Linked DNA regions of Mus musculus: region 2 is linked to region 1. Evidence: chromatin contacts called from public HiChIP or PLAC-seq data. All regions are on one chromosome and are shown on one strand. Each heading gives the region's core, a stretch centred on a gene start, on an enhancer-like site or on the middle of the called end of the contact. The rest is flanking DNA. Distances are from core to core; before and after follow the strand shown. Region 1 overlaps Fmn1 (formin 1). Region 2 overlaps Fmn1 (formin 1).

Region 1 (7,795 bases), core at 2,187-4,686:
GAGGGTTTGGGGGGGGCTGGGGGGGTTGGGGGGTGGCACACCTTTAATCCCAGCACTTGGGAGGCAGAGGCAGGCGCATTTCTGAGTTCGAGGCCAACCTGGTCTACAAAGTGAGTTCCAGAACAGCCATGGCTATATAGAGAAATGCTGTCTCAAAAAACAAACAAACAAACAAACAAACAAACAAAAAACCCCAAAAAACAAAACAAAACAAAAAAGATATGCCAAGAATCACAGGGAGTCTCAGAAATTTCAATCCTAGCTCCAGCCAGAGAGGGAGCTTGCTGCTAGAAAAAAGATTTGGGGACTCAGCAGTCAAGAGCACTGGTTGCTCTTCCAGAGGTCCTGAGTTCAATTACCATCATCCACATGATGGCCCTCAACCATGTATAATGGGATTGGATGCCCTCTTTTGACATGCAGATATATTCAAACACAGAAAATACATAAATAAATAAATCTGAAAAGGAAAGAGATGGAGACTTATACACCACTGGATTGTCAGCCAGTCTTGCAGGATCCCAGAGCCTAGAAATAGATGGGGATTGGGGGTGGGGCTATAACCTGACCTGGATGAATTGCTGAGCTATGTGTACCTTAGGCCAGGACTCCAAGGATAGGCTTGGGGGAATCGCTGGATCTCCCAGTCCCTCTTTTCATTGGGTCACATTGGCTCTTTTGATTAGTGTACTGAGGATCAGTACCCAATTATGGCTTCTTAGGGCACTGACCCTAACCATTAAAACTCCGGTCCCTCCCGTAGACTGTGGACAACTGCCTGGTGAGGTGACTATCCCTCTGTGGACTTGAGTACCTGGGGACTATGAGTCCCAATATTCTTTTTCTGTCAAGAACACTAGTCAGTTTGGCTTCGGGAACACTGTAAAGACTTCATTGTAACCCCACTATTCACTGATTCTGAGGGACAAGGGCTTCAACATAGGAATTTAGGGGAAGAAAGTTCAGTCCATAACAGTACTCCATTCTCTGTTGTGAAATAGTTGAAATGCTTATGAATGAATAAGTACCTAATATTTACATTCCAGCCTCCTACTTTCTAGGCGCCAGTCAACTTCTTTGTAGCCAGAGGTCTGAACAACTCAGGAAGTCTAGTATTTTACAAAATGTGCCAGATCTGGAACGCTACCCTGGCTTTGCCAATACCCACTGTATAGCTGAGTTCCCTCCACATACCTCAAAGCTCTGGTCTCCTCTGAAGTAGAAAAAATTCACATCCACTGCAGAAGAAGGTGTGCAGCTCTCTGAGGTCATATATGTGAGGGTAAGGTGCATGCCATGGCGTAGACATCAGAAAATTCTAGAAAAACAAGTGTCAGTTTAAAAGGCACCTTAGAAGTAAGCAATATCTTACTGAATGAGTGTGTGTGTGTGTGTGGGGGGGCAGCATTTATGAGCCCTGCTGCCATCAGTTGGTCTCTCTGCCACTCAGGCCCCAGGTTTGCTTTACTACAACTCAATTTGGTTTATTTATCTTATTTTTTTATTTAAATGACACATTAGTTGTATTTAAAGTAGGTTTTTATGACCTGGAGTTTGTAGATTTCACTGCGTGATTTTAATTCTCACCTCTAATTTCTGGAAGCTAATCACACGGTGTTGTCACCTAATTGCTGTCTTCACTGACAGTTATGCAGATGGAGCTTTAAAATATGTCTTTATGCAAAACACCATGATGGCTCATCCTCTGTATAGTGCCTGTGGTGGCTCCCATGAGGCTTTTAAAAAATGGACTTTGAAGTGTCACATGAACACACATTCTTCTTTTAGAGACAGTGATTCTGCTGAGTAATGAATGGACAGCCAGTGAATTGTGGCGATCCTTTGGGAATCAGCAGACCAGAGTCAGAACCAGTAGCCATGGGCAAACATAAGTTGATTGGTGTCTTGTTAGGAATTGTGGCATTGCTTTTGTTTTTCTTATTACAATTCTCCTCCTCCTCTCCCTCCTCCTTCCCTCCTTTTCCTACTCTTTCTCTTCCTCCTTCTTTTATGAAGGATACGTTGCTTATTTTCTGCTTCCCCATGCCATTTCTCTTGCACCCTCTCCTGTTTCCTCTTTCTCTTAATTTATCCCTGCTTCTCCTCTACCCTAACTGGCCTTTCTCTCTGTCTCTTGATGATCCGGGCCTTCTACTATTATCTGCGTGCTTTCTTATCCTGTGCATCTGACTCTGTCTCTCTTGCCCTCCTTCTTCCCTCCCTTCCGGTCCCATTCATTCTCTTTTCTCGACTTTTCCTACTCTTCCTCCTCACCATTCCCTCCCCACCCCTGCCTGTCTGCTGAGTGACCAAGGCTATGAGCTCCCTCAGAAACACAGGCATGTCCTTACAGGCCCCTCTCTCTTGTACTGATACGAGTTCTTTAGACTTACATGGAATGAAATGTCATATTTAGCATCGCTAAAAGAGGAGGTTTTATTATCTCAGGAAGGAACTTCAGTTGGAATGGCGCTGGGTGTGATTTGAGAATATTTGTATTGTAGGTTAACTTTGGTCAAGTCCCTTTAATACACTGGAAGCCTTGGTTTGTTTTTCTTTTAAGTTTTTCATTTAGCTTTTACTTCATGAAGAAAGATGTTCTTGGATTTCATTTAATTAATAGTGAACATATGCATGCATGCATGTCTGCGAGGGAGGTGGATGTTACCTTCTGCTGCTACCTACATTGTTTCTTGAGAGAGTCTATGTTTTGGCCTGCAGTGCCTAAGTAGATTAGATGGTCAGAGAGCCCCAGGGGTTCCCCAGCATGAAGGTTACAAGTGCATACTGCTGCCATTCCTATGTGGTTCTAGGGACTGAATCTAGGGTCTAATGCTTGCACAGTAAGCGCCTAACTAACTGAGCTATTTCTTCAGCCTCCTGCTCCATTGTTGTCCTGATCCATTTCTTTCCTTTTCTTTTCTTTTTTTTTTTTTTTTTCTTTTTGGTTTTTCGAGACAGGGTTTCTCACTCTGTCCTGGAACTCACTCTGTAGACCAGGCTGGCCTTGAACTCAGAAATCTGCCTGCCTCTGGTGGTGCACGCCTTTAATCCCAGCACTTGGGAGGCAGAGGCAGGTGGATTCTTGATCCATTTCTTGACACTGCAGTGAAACAGATGTTCTGTGTAGACAGACTCTAGTTTGTTGCAGGTCCTTAAGGTACGTGCTGAATCTGGGTAGTATTAAACATGGCTTCTGAAAACTAATGGGAAAGGAAATCTGTGGTTGGATAATGATTTGATCTTTTTTGAGAAAAAGGTCCTGAAGGAAGCAGGTCTGGCCTTATCTTCTCTGTTGGATATAAGATGTAAAACCCCTCCTTGCTATTGTCCACCAGACCCTGTCTCATTTTTCCCCTCTCTGACTGCCAACACAGTGCCTGGATAGCAGCAGACTCCCAACACAGTGCCTGGATAACAGCAGGTGCTCATGGCTTCCTGCAGCATTTGCCTTGTAGTTTTCTCTAACTCCCACATATAGCCATGATAGCATCTTGCAAATTCTCGGCAGCTCCAGCCAGCCACAGTTCTTTCTTTGTCAAGAAACCCCCTTGCCTTTAATCAACACGAACACTCCTTCCAGTATGCAGTTTTCCTGCCGTAGTTATTTATGAGTATCAGTTTTCCTTCCCAAGGTTTCAAAGCCAGAAGACTCACCAGGAAGTGGGATCCAGAATCCTTCAAGTTTCATGGCCCTGCAATTTAGCTGTTACAGTAATTTGTCTCTCCCTGCCCTCTTTCCCTGGTTTCTGCTCCAACCTGCCTGCAGCCTACACTGCTCTTTTATTGCCTCCTCTTCCTGTCGGCTGAGTCGGTTCCACTCTGGGCACGTTGCCAAGCTTTACAGCTTCCTCTTTCCTGCCTGTTTCTCAATTCTTCATCCCTTTTCTCCCTGGTCTATTGAAGGATACGTAGAAATATTAAGGCCACTCAACTAAATCAGTGGAACTTGGTCAGTAAGTTTGGAGGTAATATGGAGAGTGGACAAGGATGGCCTGTCTTTTTCATCTATCTACACTGACCTTCCTTTCCAAGTTCCGTCTTACATCTATTTCCTGCACAAACACTCGGCCCCGGGCTCCTCTCCTTTCTGCACTGCATCCTGTTCTCCTGAATTGCCAGTCCACCATTCTCTTCTGATTCCTGTCTGCTTAGCGCTTTCCTGTCCATGAAGGCTTGGAATCCCACTTTCTGTACAATCATGTGCCCTTGGTTATTGCCTATCTCTTCCTCTGAAATCTAAAAGAACTTCCCGCGTGTCCTCACATGATGCTTAGTAACAAACCATGTCTCATGGGAAGACGCCTCCACATGACCCAGGGTAACCCTTGAAGCCAACAGCTGTGGTACCTGCAGTGGGAAGCAGGCTATTTAAGTGTCACGTTCGTTCACCCAGTATTTTGTCACTGGCAGAGCCCTTTCATCCACTGAATCTCATCAGATTTTCACAACTATATTACAAGGTCCACATCGCTACCATCATCTCACTGAGCAACTGCAGCCTCAACTTAGTGACTTTTAAAAGAAAATCCCTTTCAACCACAAAAAAGGAGTCCATAAAAGAGATAGTTTAGAAAGCAATTTGGCATTTTTTTTTCCCTACAGGCTATGTAAATAAGTCACTTCCCCTGCTCGGGAGTTAGGCAGTTAAGCATCTAATATTAATGAATCTGCGACTAAATAACTCTGTGTGGAGGTATGGAAGCCTTCAGCACTCAAATGGTGGATGATTCTACAAAGCGGTCACCATACAAAACTCACCCTTTAAAGCAGCAGTTGAGATATCAAATTTTGAGAATTGCATATTTGAACCCCGGACATTACAATTTGTAAACACGGCTGGATGCTTCCTCTGGGTAACTCTTCACTTGTGTTGCCCTAGTCAGTGCTTATGGTTCGTGAGGAGTCTATCTTCCTTCCCAGTGGCACCCGTCTTCAAGATAAGATTTTAAGACAAAATTATTTTAACCAAATGATGTGAGTTGACACTTATACACAGCCTGCCATCTGCTGGAGCTTTCTATGTATTATCACTAAACCTTTCAAGAGTGCTTTTGGGAAATTGCACCAGTGTATGCATAGTAAGCTTGGGCTTAAAGAGGGGACCCTCTTAAGCTGAACACTTGGAGCAAATACAAGTTGGAGTGGGTGTTGGTCTTCTACACCTGCGAGTGCCGTGTCCTCTCTGGCTGTACTGTCATTGATGACGTGTCAGGCAGTTCCAGACAGAGGAGTGGGATAGAGAAACTCCACCATTTAAATTCTCTGAAAATCATGATGACGGAAGCGGGCCTGGGCGATGTTGTGTGTTTTCTGGATGATATACTGCACTGAGTTGCCTCTAGTTCCACATTAAAGCCTCAGCAGAGAGCAGCACATAGGATTTCAAGGTATTTCGTTTGATATTGAATTACTCTGTGAGAAGAAGTAATGAATGGATAACGGACTGCTGTTGTGTCTTGGGTCTGACTGATTTTATAGTCTTTCTCCTTCCATAGTTTGTGGTCAGGTTTCTTAAGAGCATCACAAGCTCCTCAGATTCCTGTTCTAGGAGAACGTACATCATTTCATCATTAGGTGATAAGATAGCTGTAGTGACATCACAGCAGTCAGAAAGGGTCTCCTCTCCAGGGATTCTCAACCGTGACTGCATATTAGGGTCGGAGAAGAGCTTTAAAGAGATCCCAGTGCTCAGCTCCAGGCAGGGAGGGGCTGGAAAGCATCCTCTCAAGGAAACAGCAAAGACAGACAAAGTGGACAAAGGTGCCTCCCCATTGGCCAGGATCTCTGAGTGACATGGAGAAGCTCTAACAGGCCAGCAAGGAGCTGGCTGTGTTTGCATAGTCATGACTCAACTTTTTCACAGGGAATGCCAATGTTTTCTTCTCTTGCACTCACATCTGTTTCCCCTCTGTCTGAGAATGGCACTCCTCTTTTCTTTCACAAGCTCTGTTTCACTTGATACGGTTAGAATAAGGCTGATCGTCCTCCATGATCTAGAATTGGGTAGGGAGAGTTCACACGGCCTGTTCACTAATGGGTTCATCCTAGCTTTTGTGGAAACAGCTAGGGCATTCTTTCTGACTATGTTTACTGAGCTAGAAGGGTATAATTCTGAGGCTGTAATAACCATCTTGATACTATAAGGGGAAATCCTAATCAAGATGGCATACAACATTGGGGTACTGTACTGGCTAGTTTTGTGTCAACTTGACACAGCTGGAGTTATCACAGAGAAAGGAGCTTCAGTTGGGGAAATGCCTCCATGAGATACAACTGTAAGGCATTTTCTCAATTAGTGATCAAGGGAAAAGGCCCCTTGTGGGTGGGACCATCTCTGGGCTGGTAGTCTTGGTTCTATAAGAGAGCAGGCTGAGCAAGCCAAGTGAAGCAAGCCAGTAAAGAACATCCCTCCATGGCCTCTGCATCAGCTCCTGCTTCCTGACCTGCTTGAGTTCCAGTCCTGGCTTCCTTGGTGATGAACAGCAGTATGGAAGTGTAAGCCGAATAAACCCTTTCCTCCCCAACTTGCTTCTTGCTCATGATGTTTGTGCAGGAATAGAATCCCTTACTAAGACAGGTACCTTGGCTGAACTGTGTCCATAAGACTGGAACTTGTGGGTATAGAAACTAATGCATGTTATTTTTCAGATGCCACTTTGATTATAACATAATGAGTCCTTAGTGAGTGATTCTACTCAGTGTGACCCACAGGTCAACTGGAGAAAAGCACACCTTAATGTTAGGCTAAGGATCTGTGGAAAAGACATACAGTTATGTAAATATGAACTTAAATAGCTCTCTCTGTTTGATTAACAACCATTACATTATCGCCTGCCCATAAATGCTGCTTTTAACTTTTATCTTTTCTATATATTGTTGAATTTAAGATTAATAGACTTAGAAGACCTTGATACTGCATCTTAAGACATATACAGCACTATGACTCTTCTTGTAAGAACATGTATTCTTTCAACGAACATTGATTAATTATGTCTATAACCCATATTCTGAAGAGAGATATGAATATCATGCATAGGAGTGCTTACCTAATTTATAAGATAATGAAAAGCCATAAAAGACCTTTGATCTGAGGAGGGCCATGTTATCAGCCTTGGCCCAGAAAGATTAACCAGATGCCTGAGTGAACAAAGAAAAGGGGATGGTCAGCTTGATAACAACCAAGCCTGAGGCTGGAGAGAAAACTGTCCCAGAAGAGACAAATAGGTGTCATTATCTGAAGTTAAAGAAAAGAGGTGGGTTATAGGAATTCCATTTTATGAGCTTACTTAAAGGTGTGTGCACATTCTCTAAACTTATTGAATTATGTGAACATGGTCAAAGCATTTAAACTCTATGGCCTACCTGTTCATTTATGAAATATTAGTAATGATTACCTAGCAGTATGGTTACAAGAGATGATCGATGCATAGATAGGTAGATAGGTAGATAGGTAGCTAGCTAGCTAGCTAGCTAGCTAGCTAGATAGATAGATAGATAGATAGACGACAGGTAAGTAGAAGATAATGTTCAAATCAAAGTTTGACATATAATACACAGTAAATTAATGTGACCTTCCTTTATATTAATTATAATCCTATACTCTGTCAATCTCACTATCCTGACACATAAGAAATATTACAATCCCTTCTCCTTTCAACTTATGAAGCAGGATGATGGCAGTAGTCTGAACAGAAGGATCCTTATCTTTTAGCTGTCTGGAGGAACAAACTTAAAGTAGACTAGGCCAGCAAGGACCAAACTAAGCATTTGTAGATTTGACACAGACACTGAG
Region 2 (7,795 bases), core at 2,602-5,101, 260 kb after region 1:
ACATGGGGCAAACACACAACCATAAATCTTAGCTTCACACACCCAGTGCTACAAAGTGACTCATATGTTTGTGACTATTTTTACACATAAGAACCATCATCGTCAGCGAGAATGTATTTGCCGGGACATTAAGTCCCATATGCCAGAGTTTCTGTCACACTTCTGAGACACTGTCCTTGCAGTTGGAATCCTAGGAAATCAGTCCTCCGAGACTTCTGTACTTCTGCACCTGATGTAATAAACACTCCTTCCCATCCTTTCCCAGGGACAAATGGCCTTAAACTACTCTTGTAGGCCCTTCCCTACAAGTGTGCAAAAACTCTTGTTTTAATATAATTCAATGTCTGGAAGGTGGGGAGGGAGGGGTGAAGGGTAAGGAGGGAGGAAAGAAGCCTGGAGTTATCTTTCCAAGTATAGACGTGAGATACTAAATAAACATGTTTAATCTATAAACTCATGACAAGCACTTCTCAAATTAAATCCTGAATTTAAATATTTTTACATTTTTCAATAATAATTTATTTAGAGTTGATAAGCTATTATCTATGATATTAGTACCCTTTAGGGGACAAAGTGAGAACTTCATTAGCTATTTCTTATACTCTTCCTTGGATCAAACCTTTGGGGGGGGCGGTGTTGTGACCTCTGTGGTCCCTGTATGGACAATTGTTGATGGCCATTCTGACAGCTGAGGACCAAGGCTACATTCCATCCTAGAAAGGCAGAAACCATCAGGAATTGGCATGGTTGAACTGAAATATAAATCCATAGAATTGAGGGCTTTTCCCCCAAAGGGTAAAGAGAATTTAGACATAGACTTACGAATAGTTTTTGTAGACATAGCAGGAAATTATGATCATGTGGGACTGAATGTGTCATTTGTACTTAAATTTGTTCTCCCTGTGAGTCTTGTAGATAACATTGTTTTTTGTAAGCTGTGAGAGATCAGAAAATAATCCCAGCAGATTATACTGCTGCCCACAGGCTCTCAGACGCTCTCTCCGATTGGAATGGAGCCAGTAGAGTGTGCAGAGAGAGTTAAGGGCCATTTTCAAATCCATGTTGGAAAAATTCTCAATTTTTACTTCATATATCAATTTACTGTTCCTGAAAATATAGATAAGTAACCAGGATGTGGAATTTATATTAAAGTTCATGGATTCTGATTACATGTTCCAGGTGTGTGAGGTTAACACAGCACCTGTCTTAATTTAAAATGATGAATTTACCCCCTTGTGGGGCCTCTCCTCCAGGATCACACCACATATTCGCTGATATTAAAATACCATATATCTCTGTGTTACATTTATTTCTCAAAAGTATTGAGTGGACAGCATCCAAGAGACACCTAAATATAAGTGAGCTACAAAATGTGGCTCTTGTTTGCTCCAGTCTGTGACAATATAATATAAATGTGGCTCTTGTTTGCTCCAGTCTGTGACAGTATAAAGGAAAGATCAGAACATTGCCAGGAGATGGGGGTGGGACAAACAAAACATCTACAGAAATGGTCCCCAGACTTCCTAAATCTGCGGGGACCCTTTAATATAGTTCCTCATGGTATGGTGACCCCTCCAACCATAAAATAAGTTTTGTGGCTATCTCATAGCTGTAATTTTGCTACTGTTAGGAATTTTAATATATATATCTGATATGTCATCCTCAAAGGGGTCATGACCCACAGATTGAGAACCACCGATCTAAAGTACTACATAAGGACCTGAAGAAAGCCAGTGGGTACATGAACTGATACATGGCCACTGTTGGTTTGTATTAAGAGTTTATTCCTGTGTGTAAATCTGTCTTTGAGCCACAGTTTTGTATAACAAGAAAATTTTACATTGTGTGACTTTCTGCGTCTACCTTCCAAAGACTAGAGACAGCAGTGCTGGGGCACATTTCCTTCTTTGGATAACTATCTCACAAGCTGTTTGGGCTTAATGCACTGAGGTCTCCTTCTTTCTGGTATTCCTTTTTTTTTTTTTTTTTCTTGTCCAGAATTCCTCAGTGTGTGGTTGCTCTTTCCTCTCTGGGACTGGGAGATTGTGGACCTGTGCTGTTTTGTACATCCCTCATATAGGTGCCCTGACCATGCTTCTCCTCTCAAGCATCTTCTCCAGCCTTCCAGCCGCCCTCCATAATTCCTCAGTGTGAGGTTGCTCTTCCCTCTCTGGGACTGGGAGACTGTGGGCCTGTGCTGTTTTGTACATCTCTCACATAGGTGCCGTCCAGTCCACCACCAAGCAATGATAAGTGCCTTAGCGGTTGCTAAAACAGCCAATCCCCAAGACAATACCTTTGCACACTCGATTCAAAATGCCATGCACACAGCGACCCTGTCCGGGAAGAAATGGATTGAGCCAGTGGTGCACCACTGGGATGTGCAGAAATCAGACATATCCACCATGCTGCTGCTATCATTGGTATACTGTCATTAAGTTGCTCAGACCAGATAACTCCACTGTTCTCATAATGATCTGGTAAGAACATTTCCTCTTGCTACCAGCTCCTCTAATAGCAGAGTCTGAGCCACAGCACACATGCTGCGGGCTAGAGACAAGGGCACAGTAGATATAGGCAGCAGGCTGGGATGACGGGGGCTGCCGAATTGCTGAGTTTCCTCTGCAGACCTTAGGCTCCTACTCACCCAATTCCACATCTCAGGGATGTGATCTTTCCAGCCCGGGTGGAGCAGGTAAGCAATGCTAGACTTTCTTCAATGGAGTTTATTACATGTCTCCTTATATCCACTATGTGTCTCTCTAGATGCCTAGAGATAAATATCTGAAATCGGGTTTGTATTGTCTTCTTTGTACAGCTCTCCCTGACATCAAGTAGCTTGTCCATAGTATGCTTGCAATGCGTTCTGGATGATTAGACGCAAATCATCCAGGGCCCGCTTTGTTTCATCCTCCTCCAGGGCTAGACTGCTGTGCGTTAGCCCGTCCTGTATGGCAGCAGGGAGCTAATTATTGCCATGCTCAACAATTTTGAGTAGAAATAGATGTGTTTTCCTCTCTCCGGAGAACAGGGCTTGTTTGTGACAAACACAAGGTCTTGCTGTGTAGCCCAGGCCAGCCTTGTGTTTATGATCCTCCTGCATCAATCTCCCCTCTCCACCCCCCCAAGCTTGGCTTACAGATAATGTCACCACTCACTAGAGGAATAGAGTCTTGAGCAAATCCTCACAACCCTATTACAGGGACTCTGATAGGTGCCAGTCGTCACTGACTTCTGCACATGGTGAAGGGAAAGGTACTTCCTTATGTTGGTAAGTAGGGAAGCAGAAGCAGTTTTGAGAGTTACCGGTCAGTAACCGTAAGCAGGGACGGTGGCCCTTCGCTTGGGAAGGTCTCTGCTGTGGAGTTTGAGGGGCTTCAAGTCCTCATCCTCAGGTAGGCTACTGTCTTCTGTTAAGGAGCAATAGAAATGTAAACTGTTGTACAGTGTAGCAAAAGACAGTAAGGTGCAACTCAAGTCTAAAACAGGCCAGAAACTCACTGAAACAGAATCAGTCTCGCTGCCAAAACCAGGAGGCTGGCATGGTGTTGACACTTGCCATTTTGACTCGTTCATCTGAATATCTGGAAATGGCCTGACTTGGAGTGGAGGTCCAGCTCTGTGCCTGAGTGGCAGGGTGGGTGACTAGGATGCCAAAAGCTGTGGAAAGGAAGCCTTTGTGGGAGGCCAGCTGCTTGCACCAATCTCTGCTTGGCTTGCTGGTCGAAAGCTTTGATCTCAAGGCCCTTTCCCATGAGACATCTTCCCTTTCCTCTTGTCACATATGCAGCACCCCTCACCCACTACACACACCCTGGTTTGGTCCAGTTCCAAGGGAAATGAGCTGTTTGTCCAGTCACCGTCTCCGGGCTGTATAAACAAGCAGATGGGCAATCAGCACCCTTCTCAGGCCTTGGACCGCTCGGCTGCTTGCACAAATGGGGACTCATCACTCAATTTTTGGACTGTAGTCGCACAAGCATGAGATAATGGGGACGGCTCAGCTTTCGAGATCTCTTCATGCTGTTTAGATTTCAGTCTCCGTGTCAAAAATCTATTGTTCAAAGCAGCTTTGGCAGCAGCAGCCGCTGCCCTTCCACTCATTTGGAAAAATAATAATTCAGACCCTGTTGCCTTGATTTCTCTTTCCTTACTAAACGAAGTCTTAGCAAGCAGAAAATGGACTCCTTCCCACAAAAGAGGGTTATTATTTTTTTTGAAAATACATAGAGGATATCTTCCCTTAATTATCCAAATATTAATAGGGCCGGTCATCTAGCTAACAACGGTTTGTTTTGTTTCTCACTTTAAGGGCCTTGGATATTGCGGTAGCCTGGGGAAGAGTGGGGCAGTCTAGAGACTTGTCACCTCAGGGCTGCTGTCATTCTTGTCACCTGAGCATTTCAATGTGGGCACTGGTCTTGTTTCTTCTGATTCACGGAGGCTTTATGGGGGATTCTCCCTAACTGCCCCTGTCTCCTCAGAACTCAGGCTTCCTGCAGCTCTGGCTCTTGTCAGTGCAAGCTGCCCTGCTGTCTCACCCTTGCTCCTCCTGCAGGCACCCGTAGATATCAGGCTTGCTTGGGTTCCTGTCTTCTTGCCTTCCTGTGATTCTTTTCTCCATTACTTCAGTCATCTCTTTCCCCCCTCACAGTCTCCTCTTTTCTTAGTCTCCTCCCTCTCCCCTTCTCCCCCTCTCCCCCTCTCTCCCTCTCTTCCTCTCTCCCTTTCCCCGTTCCCCTCTCTCCTCTCCCTCTCCCTTTCCTTCCCCCTCCTCCTTTCTCCCCCTTCCCCTTTGTTTTCAGTTCCCTGTGTTTTACTCTTCATAGTTTTTCAGTTTGGATTTCTGTCACTCTGGACAGTCTGGTGTGTTCAAACTCCCTCCCTCTCCTCCTCATCGCCCCCCCCCCCCCCATTGCTTTTCTGTTGGTTTTCATTTCTTCCCCAACCCTTCACCTTAGATTCCTAAAAACTCTGAAGTTTTTCAGCCTGGAAGTGTCGCTTGGACAGTGTCACTCTGATGAGGCAAGAGCACGTGGCATAGTGGTTACCTTCTTCCTCCTAGTCTGCCCTGATGAAGCCATCTGCTCATGGGGCAGGGCATCAACAGAGAGGACATCCTGTTCTCTGTGACTGGCAACTATTACTTTTGATTTGCTAATTCAGCATTTAGATTGTCTAAGGCCTAAAGGAAAAAAAACGATGTGAATGCTTGTCTCAGGGACTACACAGCTGCCATAAGTCTTACCCAGCTTGTGAGCAGTGTTTGCTCTCAGTGACCACCTCAGGCATTAGAATAGTTTCCCTCAGCTCAAGGCTGGCACCATGCTTACTTGTCCTCTGGCTGTCCGTCTTTTTAATCTGGAAACGAGGCAGAGCTTCTGGGCTTTCTCCCAGAGCTCTGTCTAGCTTGGCTCACCTGCCAGCACATCCCTTTGTGGCCTTTATTTCAGTGACTATCAAATTTATATCTCTAACGCATACATCTCTAGGAAACCCAGGTTTGTATATCCAACTGCCAATTAAATACCTCAAACTCGGCATCCCAAACCAAACTCTGACTTCCTCACTTCACCCTTTGGGCTGCCATCTGTCATCTGCTCAGAAGTGGAAGTGCCCTTCCTTGAAACGCTAAAGCTGAAGTCTTGGAAAGTCTTTAACTTTTCTCTCTCTCCCACCACAGCCAGTCTGTTATTGTTTCTATTATCACACCGGCTCTAGCACCACCCTTTCTCAAATGCACTTGTCCTGCCCATCTTTAAAAACTCATGTCAGATTGTTACTCATTTTCTAGAGTCCTCTGGCAAGTCATCTTTTTAATCCTAAGATTCAGAGTCTGGTAAAACCTGCAAGCCCTGCCTACACCACAGCTGTCCTCAGCTTTCACTCCCTTCCCCTCCTTGCCTAGGTCTCTGCCCTCTCCTATCTCCTCATGCTCCCTGGTCTGTTATGGGACCTCCTGCTGGGTCCTCTTCTGTCCAGAGAGAACTTTCCCAAGACATCCACAGGACCCCGTCCTCTACTACATTCCAGTCTTTTCTTAGATATGTCAGAGACAGCTAAGTATCTTAATCAGTTTGGTTTACTTATAAGAGAAGACCTTAGCCTGAGTAATTTATAAACAAATAACATTTCTTGTGATCCCTAGAAAATCCAAGACAAGGTGTCCCTAATGTCCTGAGGTTGTCCTTCCTCAGAGGCTGCGCCTCCTTAATGGTGGTCTCATGTGGTGAAGAGGGACAAATAAGGGCACTAAGCTCACCCATGAGCGTTGAACAACATCACAGCCCACCCCATGATATCACATCAGAAATTATGCTCAACATATAAATGTTGATAGAGTAAAGGAATTCAGAACATGACAGCAGCACCCTATATAATAGCTATATAAAGTTCAGCACCCTACATAATGCTAATAGAAAGAAGCTTGTCTGGTAACCCTAATTGTTTCTTTCTCTCTCTTCTCCATTTTACATAGCTTCTTAATATTTATCTTCACATGAAATACTATGCATTTGCTTTATGTTTCCATCTGGCCCTTTTAGAAAACAAAAACAAAAATATGTATTTGAAGGAGAGATTCTATTTCACTCATGGTTCACAGTAAGCATGCCGTTAGTATGTTTTCATTGAGGAGCAGAGGAGGTGCAATCAGGAAATAGCTTGTACCAGAAATGGAAATCAGCAAGGAAGTGAATTAGAAGCTGAGTGTTGATGTTTGGAAAATGAGGACTCTTTACAGGGACTCAGAGTAACGTTGTGGATGGCGTGAAGCGTGGAATGCATAGTATGTAAGGTTCACTATGTCTGGGGCATTAGGTACTCTGGGTCATATCTTTTAGGGCTCTGGGCTAGGAAGCCATTTACTTATAGTCATGTTACCCTGAGTATTCAGGAGTCCCATGGAATAGTTATCTAACTAAGTCAGATTTCTGATGGGCCAATGCCATATCCAGACATGGGACAGTGTGTAAGGCTGTTGGCAAATACGTAATTAATGCACAGCCACCTGCAGGATCAGCATGGGAGTTTGTGAAGGAGAGACAGGGTTTTGGGGAGGCATAAGGAGGCAGTGGACATTGAATCAATTGGCAGGGATAGTTATTCTCCATCAAGATATTCTCCTAAAATTATAAGTTTAGGAATCATATTCTGCATCAAGATCCAGGAGCTTCTGAGCTCTCTGGGGTTTGGTCCTTCTCATCGACTGTTTCTGGCCTTTCAGTGAATGCTATGTTGTCTTTAGCATCTACTGAACCTCTCAGTAACTGAATTCTTTGGGACTCAGTTTTATTACGTACTGAAATGCTGAAGGGAAGTCTTCTACTGTGCTCTATGTGTCTGTATTAGAAATTAACATTGGGAAATCCAAGAAGTAATGAGAAATGGGAAAAAGTTCCTAGGTTGTGGCAAGTCCAGGTGGACCCAAGGGTCTATGTTTTACTTTTTTGTGGGGGTAGGGGGGACCATTAAAGATTTTAACAGGACAATGGTATGATGAGCACTGTAGAATAAAAAGATACTGGCCATGGTATACACATGAAGCTAGAGGCAGGAGGGATAGTAGATAAAAGAATTAGAATTTAAGAGGAAATGGGATAATAGAAGGGAAAGGTGATCAGGATATAAACTGGGGTGTATTTTACAGGACACAAGCATTGGAAAGGTGAGCATGGTGTCCTTGCAGGCTACACACAATTGTCATAAAGGTGACATCCCTGCTCACCTGTCCTCGCTGCTGTATTCACTCCCCAGTCCCAACCACGTGGTATTCCGGAGCTGACTGCATGTCGAA

What was found. HiChIP or PLAC-seq counts read pairs in DNA pulled down with a chosen protein or histone mark.
Region 2: an HNF4G HiChIP or PLAC-seq map of pancreatic cancer cells shows a contact between it and region 1. The contact joins two enhancer-like sites. A contact is called at or near these places in 2 of 484 Hi-C or Micro-C datasets (the BV-2 cell line and embryonic fibroblasts) and 2 of 115 datasets of contacts at active chromatin or transcription factors (microglia and pancreatic cancer cells).

The regions. Positions count from the first base shown.
Region 1 is chr2:113,394,060-113,401,854 of GRCm38.p6, forward strand. The region is part of intron 2 of Fmn1 (formin 1); the gene reads left to right. Among named protein-coding and RNA genes, the nearest start is that of Gm13963, 6.2 kb to the left of the region's middle. Within about 2 kb of position 3,437, at least 71 of the 459 cell types and tissues checked have an H3K27ac peak or open chromatin away from gene starts, as enhancers often do. A contact at or near this core is called in the BV-2 cell line and pancreatic cancer cells, where this site is marked.
Region 2 is chr2:113,651,015-113,658,809 of GRCm38.p6, forward strand. All of the region lies in intron 16 of Fmn1 (formin 1), which reads left to right. Among named protein-coding and RNA genes, the nearest start is that of 4930533B01Rik, 54 kb to the right of the region's middle. Within about 2 kb of position 3,852, at least 51 of the 459 cell types and tissues checked have an H3K27ac peak or open chromatin away from gene starts, as enhancers often do. A contact at or near this core is called in the BV-2 cell line and pancreatic cancer cells, where this site is marked.